Regions from separate parts of the Mus musculus genome. Here region 2 is linked to region 1. The links are chromatin contacts, called in public promoter capture Hi-C maps. All regions are on one chromosome and are shown on one strand. The core of a region is the stretch at or near the end of the contact, and the rest is flanking DNA. Distances in the headings are between cores, read along the strand shown. Region 1 holds the start of A230108P19Rik (RIKEN cDNA A230108P19 gene). Region 2 overlaps Usp6nl (USP6 N-terminal like).

Evidence for each region. Promoter capture Hi-C pulls out the DNA fragments that hold promoters and counts their contacts.
Region 2: a contact with region 1 is called in a promoter capture Hi-C map of pre-B cells, with 3 times the contacts expected there. The contact joins the enhancer-like site here to the promoter of A230108P19Rik in region 1. A contact is called at or near these places in 14 of 39 promoter capture datasets (the C10 cell line, cranial neural crest, embryonic stem cells and 8 more), 3 of 484 Hi-C or Micro-C datasets (bone marrow-derived macrophages, cerebral cortex and pre-megakaryocyte-erythroid progenitors), 1 of 115 datasets of contacts at active chromatin or transcription factors (pancreatic cancer cells) and 1 of 9 other capture datasets (adipose tissue).

Annotation. Positions count from the first base shown.
Region 1 is chr2:6,191,654-6,198,626 of GRCm38.p6, reverse strand. It overlaps A230108P19Rik (RIKEN cDNA A230108P19 gene), which reads right to left and starts at 5,376. Exons shown (of 7, transcript NR_040333.1): 1 at 5,306-5,376. It overlaps Echdc3 (enoyl Coenzyme A hydratase domain containing 3), which reads left to right. Exons shown (of 5, transcript NM_024208.4): 4 at 2,844-3,044.
Region 2 is chr2:6,369,750-6,376,000 of GRCm38.p6, reverse strand. All of the region lies in intron 2 of Usp6nl (USP6 N-terminal like), which reads right to left. Among named protein-coding and RNA genes, the nearest start is that of Usp6nl, 50 kb to the right of the region's middle. Within about 2 kb of position 1,575, at least 19 of the 459 cell types and tissues checked have an H3K27ac peak or open chromatin away from gene starts, as enhancers often do. A contact at or near this core is called in pre-B cells and stem cell-derived epiblast-like cells, where this site is marked.

The sequences.
Region 1 (6,973 bases), core at 4,127-6,626:
TTTCACCCATAGCCAGGATTCATGGGTCCAGGAATCAAGGGGTGGAAAACAGAATAGTTCCACCTACTATCACTCCTAGTGACCCTCTAGGAAAATTTTTGCTTCCTGTCCCCATAACTCTAGGTTCTGCTGGCCTAGAAGTTTTGGCTCCAGAGAGGGGAGTGCTTCTACCAGGAGCTACAACAAACATTCCATTGAATTGGAAGCTCAGACTTCCCCCTGGTCATTTTGGGCTTCTAACGCCCTTAAACCAACAGGCTAAAAAAGGAATAACAGTGTTAGGAGGGGTGATAGATCCAGATTACCATGGGGAAATTGGATTACCTCTTCACAATGGTGGTAAGCAAGATTATGTCTGGAGTGTAGGAGATCCCTTAGGGCGTCTCTTAGTACTACCATGTCCTGTGATTAAAGTCAATGGGAAACTACAACAGCCTAATCCAAGCAGGATGACAAAGGACGCAGACCCATCAGGAATGAAGGTATGGGTCAATCCTCCAGGAAAAGAGCCAAGACCTGCTGAGGTGCTGGCTGAAGGTGAAGGAAATACAGAATGGGTAGTAGAGGAAGGTAGTTATAAATACCAATTAAGGCCACGTAACCAGTTGCAGAAACGAGGATTATAAAGTAATATGAATGCCCATTGTAAATTTACTAATGCGTTTGCGATTGTATGAGGGATAGTTATATCATGTTAGGCGTATTCACAACCTTGTTATTGTTTCATGTGAACATGAGATATTATTTGTGTCAAGTTGACAAGGGGTGGATTGTAGTGGCTATTCCTGGTTGTCAACTTGACTATATTTGGAATGAACTACAATCCAGAATTGGAAGGCTCACCAGTGACCCTTATCTGGAGGCTTGGAGATCCTTATCTGGATCTTGGTATGGAGATCTTGAGCCATAGTGGCTATGGATTCCAGAAGATTGAATCTCCGAGTTTAAGGAACACACCTTTAATCTGGGCTACACCTTTCATCTGGGATTAAAGGTGTGGAGGAACACACCTTTAATCTGGGCTACACCTTCTGCTGGAGACAATATAAGGACATTGGAAGAAGGGAGTCTGGCTCTCGCTCCTTCGCCTGCTTGCTGCGTGAGACTGAGTAACTGCTAGATCTTGGACTTCCATTCACAGCTGCGACTGAACAATTGTTGGGAATTGGGCTGCCGACTGTAAGTCATCAATAAATTCCTTTACTATCTAGAGACTATCCATAAGTTCTGTGACTCTAGAGAACCCTGACTAATACAGTCCCCATGCCAGGCTCACTCTCTCTCTCTCTCTTTCTTTCTCTCTCGTATGTGTGTGTGTCTTTCTGTCTGTCTGTCTCTCTCTCTGTGTATGTGTGTCTTTCTGTCTGTCTCTATGTCTCTCTCTCTGTCTCCCTCTCTCTCTCTCTCTTTCTCTCTCTGTGTCTGTCTGTATGTCTCTCTCTCTCTGTGTATTGTCTTTCTGTCTGTCTGTCTGTCTGTCTCTCTGTGTGTGTATGTGTGTCTTTCTGTCTGTCTGTCTATCTGTCTCTGTGTGTATATGTGTGTCTGTCTGTCTGTCTGTGTGTGTATGTGTGTCTTTCTGTCTGTCTGTCTCTCTGTGTGTATGTGTGTCTTTCTGTCTGTCTCTATGCCTCTCTCTCTCTGTCTCCCTCCCTCCCTCTGTGTGTGTGTGTGTGTGGTGTATGTGTGTCTTTCTGTCTGTCTGTCTATCTCTCTCTGTCTCTCTGTCTCCCTCCCTCCCCCCCCCCCGCTCTCTCTCTGTGTTTCACTAGGGGATCAAACAGTGGGCCACACACTATAAGGCAAGCACATAGCTCATGAGCTATCTCCCCAATCTTTCATAATCTTATAAGGCCACCATCATGGATACAGTTTGTACCTGACCGAAAACATCCTTGCGCAGGGCCTGACTGCATAATTGGCTATGGGGGAGCGGAACTGACAAATGTCAAGTGTTTATGAATATAAAAGACAAGTTTCCCAGGCAAAGCTCTTCAAGTCTGTGAAGGTCGTTTTTCTTTCAATTGCTGCCTTGGGGAAAAGCCCAGATGTAGCCCTATCTCCCCTCCCAACTTGCCAAGGTTCAAAGAGCAATAATTTAGAAATCGAAGTTGCCATGGCAACACAATCTGTTTGGAGTGTCATGAAAAAATAAGCTTCAAATACAAGTTCGCACTCTGGCCCTCCGTGGGGGTGGGGGACAAGTACATGGGGGGCACAAGTACGTGGGGGGGGGGTCACAAGTACGTGCCTTTGTCTCTCCTCTCCGTACCAAGGGCTCTGTTCAGGAATTTTGCTTATTTTTATGACAGCAGGGTGTCTCCCCTCCCCATTTAATGGAACTGAGAGAGTTTGCTTTGCAGCGTGGTAATTTGAGAAGTAATTACTAGGGAAATTGCCTTCGAGTCCCCTTCCCACCTTAATTTTCCAAGGAAGCACCAATGCCAATTTCAGACTTTTAACAGAAAGGTTGTCCCGAGATGCAGAGAACTGACAGTTGTGAAGGAGTTCCCACAGTTCTCCATCGGGGCGCTGGGGAGGCAGGAGCCGGCTGCTTAAACTCTGCTCCCACCCACTTGCCATCATGTTCTGGCCCTAGGTAAATGACTCACCCCCGCCCCCATGTCCTTGTTCCTTAATAGGGTCTTTCCTCATGGGAACCAGTTGTGAACCGGACTCCACAGCCTGCTTCATGGAAGATGTAATGCAAGTTGGTGGTTTTATGCTTAGATTCTGATGAGCTAATTCATGAGAAAGGTGTTCTGAGAAGTCAGTCAGGTCATGTGACAGGTGGTTGGCACCTCGTGCTGCATGGAAGTGAAGTGGCTATATCTGTCCTGCAGGTCATGATGCTGATCCGGAACCACCCGGTCCCCATCCTTGCCATGGTCAATGGCTTGGCCACAGCTGCAGGCTGCCAGCTCGTGGCCAGCTGTGATATTGCTGTGGCAAGTGACAAGTCTTCTTTTGCAACTCCTGGAGTGAATGTTGGACTTTTCTGCTCCACCCCCGCGGTCGCCCTGGGGAGAGCAGTGCCCAGAAAGGTAATTGAACTGCCCTTCCGTGCTCATGGGTTCCAGATTTAGCTTGGGAAAAGTACCTCTGTGGGGGTGGGGAGATGCTTGCCAAACAAGCATGAAGACCTGAGTTCAATCCCCAGAACCTACATAAAAAGCCAGGTGGAGTGGTGCACTCCTGCAATCCTGATGCTGGGAAGGCAGATATAGCTGGATACCTGGAGCTGGCTGGTTGGCCAGGCAAGGCTACTCAGTGAATCTAGGCCAGTGAGAGATCCTGTTCCCCCAACCCCCTCCCCCATACAAACAAGATACATAGCACCTGAGAAACAATACCAGAAATTAGCCTCTGGCTTACACACATACACACACACACACCTACCACAGTATCTTCCATCTTCTATATTGGACATTCTGCCCAAAACCACTAGTGTCCTTCTGTGCTGGGGAGAGCAGCACTCACTGCCTGTTCCTCTGTAGCATCAAACAGCACGTGTCAACCTGTGAACTCGCCATATCTCAATCTTACAAGCCCCTCAATATGACAGTTTAGGTTTTTCCTTTTCAGAAAAGCATGGCCTTTGTGTAATCTCATTTGAAAATGCAATTGAAACAGTTTTGTTCCACCAAATGGCTGCCCAGGAGACACAGTGCACAGCGCGCTGACACAGCGCCAGTGACAAGGGGCTGAGGCTGAATCTCTGGCTAGTGATTTCTTGACAACCATTCTCATTCCAGAAAGGAGTTACAGTGTCTGATTTACAGTGCTGGGCTTACAGTGGTTAGACCAGAACTAGCCTGTCCATACTGTGGGACTCTGCACAAGGAGCAGCTGTGTGTCGGAGCTGTCTTGTCATCACTAATGACAATCAAGTCTGTTTCCCCTTGTAAAGCTGTCTTCCGTCCAAAACCTCACAGAATAGCGTTCAGTGGGCATCCATGAAGCGGAAAACCACAGTGTCTGTTCTGGGAGGAAGACATCCTGTTCTCAGTGGGAAATCTGGAAACGAAGGCGCAAACCTATATATGCAGCGAGCAAGGAGAACAGGCTATCTGGTCTTGAAACAACTGCCAAACTTAACAGTGGCTCACAGGCCTGAGGCAAGAAAGAAGTGAGACCTGAAGGGAAAACAGCAGTAGAGCCAAGGGGTGCCTGGGAGAATTTTGCCCTTCCCCAGGTCCTCCTGGTTAGTTTTGGCAGAAACGGGTGCACCTATGAAGATACTGCAGTTTACTACAAACCAGTATGCGGACACCAGGCTGGAAGTGGGCTACAAGCTGCAAGAGGTGAGGGTTTGCTCAAGCATCTTTCAAAGGGGAGGTGCTTGCTTATTATTTTAGATAGATATTTGCCTTAAGTGCAGCCATGTTTAGTGAATATTTCTTATATCATTGCCTGGACTTCAAGTCAAAATAGATTACAAATCTCCTGTGATACTCAAGGACTGTCTTGTAACTGCAGATGAAACCATGAAGCCTTTCATAGCAAGAAGTTGCTATACTGGTTCATCCTCTTTCCAACACATGACTTGCTGGAAGGTTCCATGGTAAAGGCATTTAAGTCCTATTGACAGGGTAAAAAATAGCAAGCCTTCTAAATTAAGGCTTATCAGAATTCCTAGAAACTTCAGACTGTCAAACTTTACAATTGTTTTTGAAAAGAAAGAGGAGAAATGTAACCAAAATATCCCTTGAATTCCATGGAAGCCCAGTTCTCGGAACCACATTGCGTAATCTGCACAGTGTGACAGATGAAGGGGCAAGGGCATCGTGAGAACCAGAATCGCTTTTTCCCTGCCAAAGAACGTTTTGTCAGGAAGCAGGCCTTCTCAAACGACAACAGTCTGTCCTGGGGGTGGGGAAGGCAGCTCCATCAGCAAATTCCAGCTGCACAAGCAGGAGGCCCTGAGTTCCATCTGCAGAGCACACTCATCAAAGCCAGGCCTCGCGGTGCACACTTGTCATCTCAGAGCTGAGGAGGCCAAAACGGGAGGATCCCCGAAGCTCTGGGACCAGCCAGTCTAAGTAATCAGCAACTTCTACCCACTGAAAGACATCCTGTAGATGCCTTTCAAAAAACAAGGTAGACAGCTCCTGGCAAACACCACCCAAGGTTGACTTCTGACCTCTAAATACACGTGCACACGTGCACCCAGTCCAATATGTGCATGCACACTTATGAGCGCGCGCGCGCGCGCGCACACACACACACACTCAGAATTATAGTTTCTCTTCATATTCTGGCCCCCCAGAAGAAGAGTGAACTCAAGCACACACTGTGAACGTACCATTGCATCTGCTGGTGATAATAGGTCCCTGTGTTTATCCGCAGAGAAGCAGGCAGGTGCTTTTGCAAACTGGCCTGGATGGACGTCTCAGTCCTTTCCTACTTAGGTGTTAGGACAACATGTGTTGGACTCTACTTCCCTCTGCTGGGCACTCTAGGAAAATGTTCTGCTGTGCTGGAAAGTTAAAGACTGCAGTTCTTCTACTGGGCAAAAGCCATGGAGTTGAGCATACTGTGTCAAGGCATGATTATTCATCTTATTTTTAAAGTCGTTCCCTTGAATTCAACCATGCATCTTCATTGTGCTATATAAAAGCCCTGCCTCCAGATGTTCTCTTCCCGAGGCCGGGCTGGCCATGCACAGCTAAGAGCCAGCACATCAGGCGTCCCATAAGTATATCAGTAAGTATTCCAGGAAAGCTAGAAAGGACTCGAGTCTCCTTCCAACACCAGTCCCTTCACCACGGGGAAAATCCTTGCTTCCGCTTACCTACCCACCTGGCTGTGTGTTTGCACACCCTTATCTCCCACAAGTCTAACTCAGAGTTCGATCCTCACCCATACCACAACTCCCACAGAGACTCGGACATGACTCATATCGACTATTTAACAGTGAGTTGCATGCCTAACATAATTTAGAAAATGCAGCTTAAAAGCACCCATGCATGCTAGCAACTTTTCCTAGTTTCCCGGCGAGATGAGGGCAGTGATCTGGTGTGTGTAACCTGTGCACACCTGGTGGGTGTGCACCGTATCCAACCCTCCCCCACTCATTCCTCTTTCTCCCTGCATCTCCTCAAGCTGCAGTCCACAGTCTCAAGAAGACAGACACCATTACTACAGCCTGAATGTGTTGTTCCCTGAGTTCATATGTTGCAGTGCAATCATCAAAGTGACAGCTGTTGGAGGTGGGGCCTTGGGATGTGATGTTGGGTCAAGAGTAGAACCTCATGATGGGACTAGAGTCTGTGGGAAAGGGGTGTCAGGTCCCATGTGAGGACACAGTGATACATCAGTCTCTGAACCTGGAGTCAGCTTTCTCCCTGGACACTAAATCTGCTGATGCCTTGAACCTGGGCTTCCCAACCTCCAGAGCATGAGATCTTCCTGCTTCTCAGCCACACAGTTTATGGCCTTTTGTTCTTACAGTCTGGATAAACCAAGGCATGGGGCCCACCCAAAAGATAAGCAGAGAGGCCCCAGGATGCTGCAGCACACAGCCATCACATCTGTGTGGTCCCCTCTGCTTTGCTGATCCGCTCAGGTGCTGTGAAGCCTTGAAGCCAGTGTCAGAGTCACAGAAGTATCCAGTAGGAGTGAGGATGTTAATATTAGTCACTCCACTCACTGGCATCTACCGAGAATTCCGTTATCTCGGATTAATCTGTTATCTGGAATAATCACCAGGGCGTGGAGAATGCAGGTACCCATTCGTCTGTCCAGAGGACGGATCAGACTCTGAAGGGTCAGTTGGTTTGACTCTGGTGTCTGTCTCCAAACCTCTCCTTTCTAGAAGATTGTCTGACAACCAGGTTAAGTCACAGCCTCAAATCTTAATTGTCATTTTGAATGAATGTCCCCCTAGAGTAAAGAACTACTGACTTACCAACTTCTTAGGGTGACCAAAGAGGTGCCGCCCTGAATGGCAGTATGGGGCCATTAGCATAGA
Region 2 (6,251 bases), core at 326-2,825, 180 kb before region 1:
CTCATACATATGTATCCCCTTACACAAACACATAAGTAAAACTAGAGTTGGCCTGGACAAACTCTTAACTTACACATGAGTAGTTCACAACTTCCTGTAAGAAGCCTGAACTGTTGTACAGTGTACATGACACTATATCTTCAATGTAACAAGTCCTTATTTGGGCATTTTAAGACTTTTTATTTTTTTATTTTACTTTATTTTATTTTATTTTTTCGAGACAGGGTTTCTCTGTATAGCTCTGGCTATCCTGGAACTCACTCGGTAGACCAGGCTGGCCTCAAACTCAGAAATCCGCCCTGCCTCTGCCTCCCAAGTTCTGGGATTAAAGGCATGTGCCACCACTGTCCATCTTAAGACTTTTTTAAACCACATTTATTTACATGCATGCACCCACTTATCACATTGAGACAGAGGAATTTTTGTTGGGCACCAGCAGGATGGGAATAAAGTTGCCAGTACTTTAATCCTGAGACAAATTTTGAAAAATAACTTTTAAAATAGCTACAATTTATCTAGTTGTAACCCTTGTATGTGGGCCATGAGTGAGGAAACCTGCCCACGGCAGCCAGAGGAGGCAGAGCCGCGCCTGTAGGGAAGGACAAAGCCCTGGACTCCTGAGGACGATGCCTGGAAAGAATGGGCAAGAGAAATGGCTCCAGCTGTGGGGGTAGGAGGTCTGAGGACCCCTCAGCTCTGTGTGACATTTTCTCTGGCCTTAAACTCACTCCTCAGTTGAACAGCTTTCCCTCATTCTCTACTTGTTGGTTTTTCCTCAATTCTGTCACTTCCCTTCCTTCTGCTGACAGTACAGAGATGAGGTCTCTGGTGCTCATCACATCCTTGATATCTGAAGATTTTATATTTATCAATTCCAGCTGTGCAGCAACTCCTAGAGGTAGTATGTATCAATGGGTATTTTCCTGAGACACTGTGACTAGAAAACCCAATCACTGACCTAGCAAGTCAGCCTCACTGCCTAGCTATGCTAGTCCCTGCCAATGTAGCTTTGTTTTTCTTGACTATCACAGGACAGAAAGCTGTGGAGATGGCAGTGGGGGTGGGGATGGGGGTGAGGATTACCAACAAAAACTAAACAAAACAAAAAAAATGCATTAGCCTCAGTAATTAAAAAAAAAAAGAAACATTTATTTCATGTATATGAATGTCTTACCTACATGTATGTCCATGCTACATGCTCTGCATGCCTGAGAACATCAAGAGATCCCCTGAAAACTCAAGTTAGAGACAGTTACACACTGCTGTGTGCATGCTGTGAACCAAACCCAAGTCCACAGAAAGAATGAACGCTCCGAGCTGTCTCCCCAGCCCCTCTGAGTAATTTGATTTACTAAGGCAATATAGCATGAGCTCTCTAGAGTCGATCTATACAAGTCATAAATCATGGATCTCCCCAGAATTTTGCTTCAAATTTTTTATATGAAATCAAATTTCTCCAGCACCTACAATAAGTCATCAACATAACAAAATGACAGCACAAACAGTGCAGACTCTGAGGATACACGGAGCTGCTAACGCATGCGCATAACAGTCTCCTGAGCAAAGCAAAAACGCAAGCGCAACCCTATCCCTGACCCTAGCCCCGCGGCACTGTAAAGCCTGAACGCCTCCAGCCATCGGTTACAAAGCACGGCTTTAGAAATACAAAGAGTTTAGGCTCGGGCATAAAGTGCTTGGCTTGCTATACATGTAGACGTTGGGAACAACAGACTCTTCTCTGGGCCGGGCGAAGCCAGGAGAAGCACTGGAGCTTATTGGTCAGCCATTCTAGCCAAATCAGCAATCCCCAAGTTCAGTGGGACACTTGGCTCACTGTCTCAAGAAAAAGGAAAAAAAAAAAAAAAAAAAAAAAAAGGAGAAACAAACAGCAATAGTAGAGAATGATGGAGGATACCTGACATGAACATTAGCATCTGGTCCTATATGTATATGCACACAAGCCTATACCACACATGTATACTAAACACCTAAAAATAAAGTATAAAAATATCACGTTGACATTCTAATTTATATTTTTAAAATTTTTTATCCCAGCACTTGGGAGGCAGAGGCAGGCAGATTTCTGAGTCTGAGGCCAGCCTGGTCTATAGAGTGAGTTCCAGGATAGCCAGGGCTACACAGAAAAACCTTGTCTCAAAAAAAAACAAAAAAAATTTTTTTTTTACAAACACATTTTAAGCTTTTTAACAAGTATGCTAAATAAAAAATAAACTTTCTCAAAATTTTTATGAGGCTTTATCCAGAAAGCTATAAAACGACTTGAAAAGAAGGAAGGAAGGAAGGAAGGAAGGAAGGAAAGAAGGAAGTCAACTACAGTAATCAAAATAATCCTTTCCTATCTTTATGAATACCTAAAAATTCCACAAACAGTCACTAGCAGCCTGCTACACAAGAACGAAAAACCAGTAAAGAATACAAAAGAGGAGCCCACACTTGGGAAATGAGTGGTTAAAGTTTCTAAAACATCATTTAGCAGTTCAAGTATTATGAGCACCATTTATTGCTGTCTCTAACGACCACAAATACAAAGATGGATTAAAAACACAGGCCCTGCAAAAGATCACAACCTCCTGAGGAACTGAGACGATAAATGCTGCCCCTTGATAAGCTAACAGCAAAGTCGCTCACCTACAAAGCAACGTGTGACAAAGCCTTACAATAATGGCAGGAGTTCATCACCTGAACGAGAGAGTCAGTGACCATGGAAATGCAGAGTCCTTTGCTTCACTGATGGCCACCTCAGTGCTGGCTTGCAATGATGTGAATGAAGAGAAACGTGATGGCCAAGGCTGTGGCTATGACTTCTCTTCTGAGATCAAAAGAAAACCAAGCAATAGTCCCTGCTCTACCAGGCCATTCAGGAAGGAATAGGGATGTAATGAACAGGGGTTAAAAGTGAGAGTAAGTCTCACATCTCCTCGATATGTGAACAGAAGAAAAGGCCCAGAGAAACATACTCAATTACCTCAGTGAACAAAATGGAAGATATAAAGGTCACACAAATGCTGACAGGACAATGAACTATGCTATCAAGGGCTGGATCCAATATTTCAAACCAAAGTATATAAGCCAAGTAACTGATTATATTATAAAGCTCCTGGTCAATTTATGTAACCTAAACAAATCAGCGTTGTTCTGAAGTAGATGTCTTTGGAAATTTCACTTACTATGTTTTAGTAAGTGCCGTTAGAGCGTTGGGAAAGATTTCTCCTTTAAACTACTTTATACATGGTACTGATCTTGCCAATCAACCAAAGTTTTGCCATGAAAAGAAAACAAAAAAACAAAAAACAAAAAAAAACAAAACACTGCTTTTCAAGGTTGGCAAGGAATATATACAAAAGCCTTTAATAAACTTGCTTACAAACAAATATTGCTACCCTTGTTAATAGTGGATAATTACAACTATTATAACTAACTCTGTGTGTATGTGTGTGTGTATTTGATTGTGTGCATGCATGTAAGCACGTATGCACTGCCTGTGGAGGCCAGAAACCAACATCCGGTGTCTTCCTCAGTCACTTGTCCCTTTATTTTTTTGAGACAGGGTCTCTCACTGGAGTTCTCCAATTTGACTAGATAGATTAGTGTCTTGCTGTCTGCTTCCTGATTTGCTGGGATTGTGGGTGTTGGAGATCTGAAGACAAGTCCTCATGCTTGCACAGCAAGCATTATACCAACTGAGCCATCTCCCTAGCCTCTAAGGGACTGTTTTAATCGTCAATCTAGTGGTGCCCTTCAGTTTATAAGTAACAATCCAAGGTTGAAAATTTCACAGACTCCCTTGTATGGAAGGCAAGGTGCCTGTGCTCAGGATGCTTAGAAACCAACAAATGTGCCCTTCCCCTAAGGGATGGCTTACCTACCATAAGGTTTTATCAGCAATAAAGGGCAAGGGCTGCTTTCAAAACACACAATACAATCATGTGGGGCAAAACTTAATTGAAAAGGAGCTTATTTAAAATTGGAACAAAACTTCAGTGTGAACACTCTTTGCCATTTCAACATTACGAACATCAGTCACTGATGTTTCTCACAGGCCATGCCTGAAGTCTGGCCCACTTTCTCCTGAAATCAGAAGCGCACAACGTCTGCACATGGCAAGTACACAGGAATGCCAACAGAAAGTGAAGTTATTTCCTTTAAATGCTATCAAGCACTACAAATCTTTTGGAAAATGTGGTTATCTTCTATTACAACATGCTGTAGAAAGGGCTTTCCTGTGGAATTATGTATGGAATGCATAAATATCAGTAAACATTTGCTAACTTCAGCTCTTCTGAAGTCTAAACAGTCTGACTGGTTCATTTACCAAACCATTTCTATTTCAGAAAATTAATCTCCAATTTTTTTTACTCCATTTTTTATTTAGCTTTTGTCCAGTTCAACAAAACTCTCAGTAACTTCCCTGCTGCAAACTGATCTCAGCCTGGGAAAGGCACAGCTTAAGAACAGATGTCAGGTGAATGAACCGTTACTGCCCAGTGTGCACCAGGTAGTGTTTGAAGCACGCTATAACACTCTATGCGTATTTCCAAGCATTCTATCTCATATTAACTAACCCTCTACTGTAGTCACAATTATTATTAAGTTACACATGAGGGAAAGAACACACTCTCAAGTTTCCATGTCTCACACAGCAGGTGACATAGCAAGATCTGAACACAGACAGTTGGAATCCACTCATTAAGCTACAACTGCCTATTAATTATAAAATAATAATCTTGCCCAGCTCATAAAATTCCTGTGAAGCTCACATGTAGTCAGAGTCATGGAAGCATCTGAAAGTTTTTAAGTACGCTGTAAACACAAGGTACTTATTACCAAAGTCTTAAGGCCATGACTGCCTGATGCCATTGACTATGGCCTTATCTAAGGAAGCAAAAGGGTTTTGTTGTTTTAGTTTGGTTTTGGCCTGGTTTGTTGTTGTTTTAAATTTAAAGGACTAGTCCGTAAAGCTCAACTCGACATGAATGATGTCCCTAGAAGATCTATCTCTCAAGCTCACAGCTCAGCCCATTCCAGCTTGGAATGTTCCAGCTATGAGTAGAAATGTCTTCCTTTTAGTCCAAAACTAATCACATGGCAGCCCTATAAGTACAAACCTCTGACAGTTTGTCCTCACACTGCTCAACACATGGCATTAAGTTCAGTTCTCCTTCACTCTCCAAGTCCCACGTGAGACCCAGGAAGAGGCTCAAGTGAGATCAGTACTAAGACTTTCCTGCATCTACAAGCATCACTTGCTCTCCAGTTCTTGGCAGGGTAATTATTATATATATTAGCACTGACGTAATTAAAATCTCTCAGTTCTTTTATCAATTTTCTCCATCTCACTACAGCACCTGATATGGAATCTTTTTTAATTAAAGCGTTTCCATTATGGTCCATGATTCTACCCTGTAAAGATCTGTGTAAATCTAAATTTCATATTCATGCTTTATCTCGAGCAAGTGTGTGTGTGTGTGTGTGTGTGTGTGTGTGTGTGTGTGTGTGAAAAAAATTGTTTCATTAGTTCATGTTTATTATGCCTGAAAAACCCCCTAATAAACATTTTCTTTTAATAAAGGAGTAATAAGGCCTTCTAACAACATTGTTAAATTTGTTAAAAGGCATTTGTTATTTATCATGTGGATATGAGTCTGGAGGGCAGGGCACACTTGTGCCACCGTCTGTGTGTAGACGTCAGAAGATAATCGGTTCTCTCCTACCACGGAAGCTCTGGGGAGCAAACCTGGGCTGTCAGGCCTGGCCACACTTGGCTCACCCTCACTGAGTTACTTTTGCAGCCTACCAGCTTGGGTTTAGAGACATCGTCTCTCACCAGGCCTTGAACTTGCAAACCTTCTAAGCCACAGGGGTCAGCTTCTCTCCACTCCCAGAGCTGGCATTGTAAGTGCCATCACTCCGGCTTTTGTGTGGGTTCTGGGGATTAAGCTCCAGCCCTGAGCTACCTCCCTAGCCCTTCTTGTTCCATTGCTTAATGGCCATAAACTTTCTTCCACCTTCAATAACATCCATTAATGCAAAACTCAGCTCCCAACGCCACTTTATTTTGTGTATATTCCTTTATGGTTCCTTCTCACAAAAATAAGCACTGACTGTAGATTCTCTTCAGATTCTTCTAGCTATGAGGGTGCCCAGCCAGCATTGACTCTTAACATGATGCCAATGCGCTTTCCTAAGGATAAGCACTGGCACTGCTGGCACTTCTCTTCCCTTGTAAATAC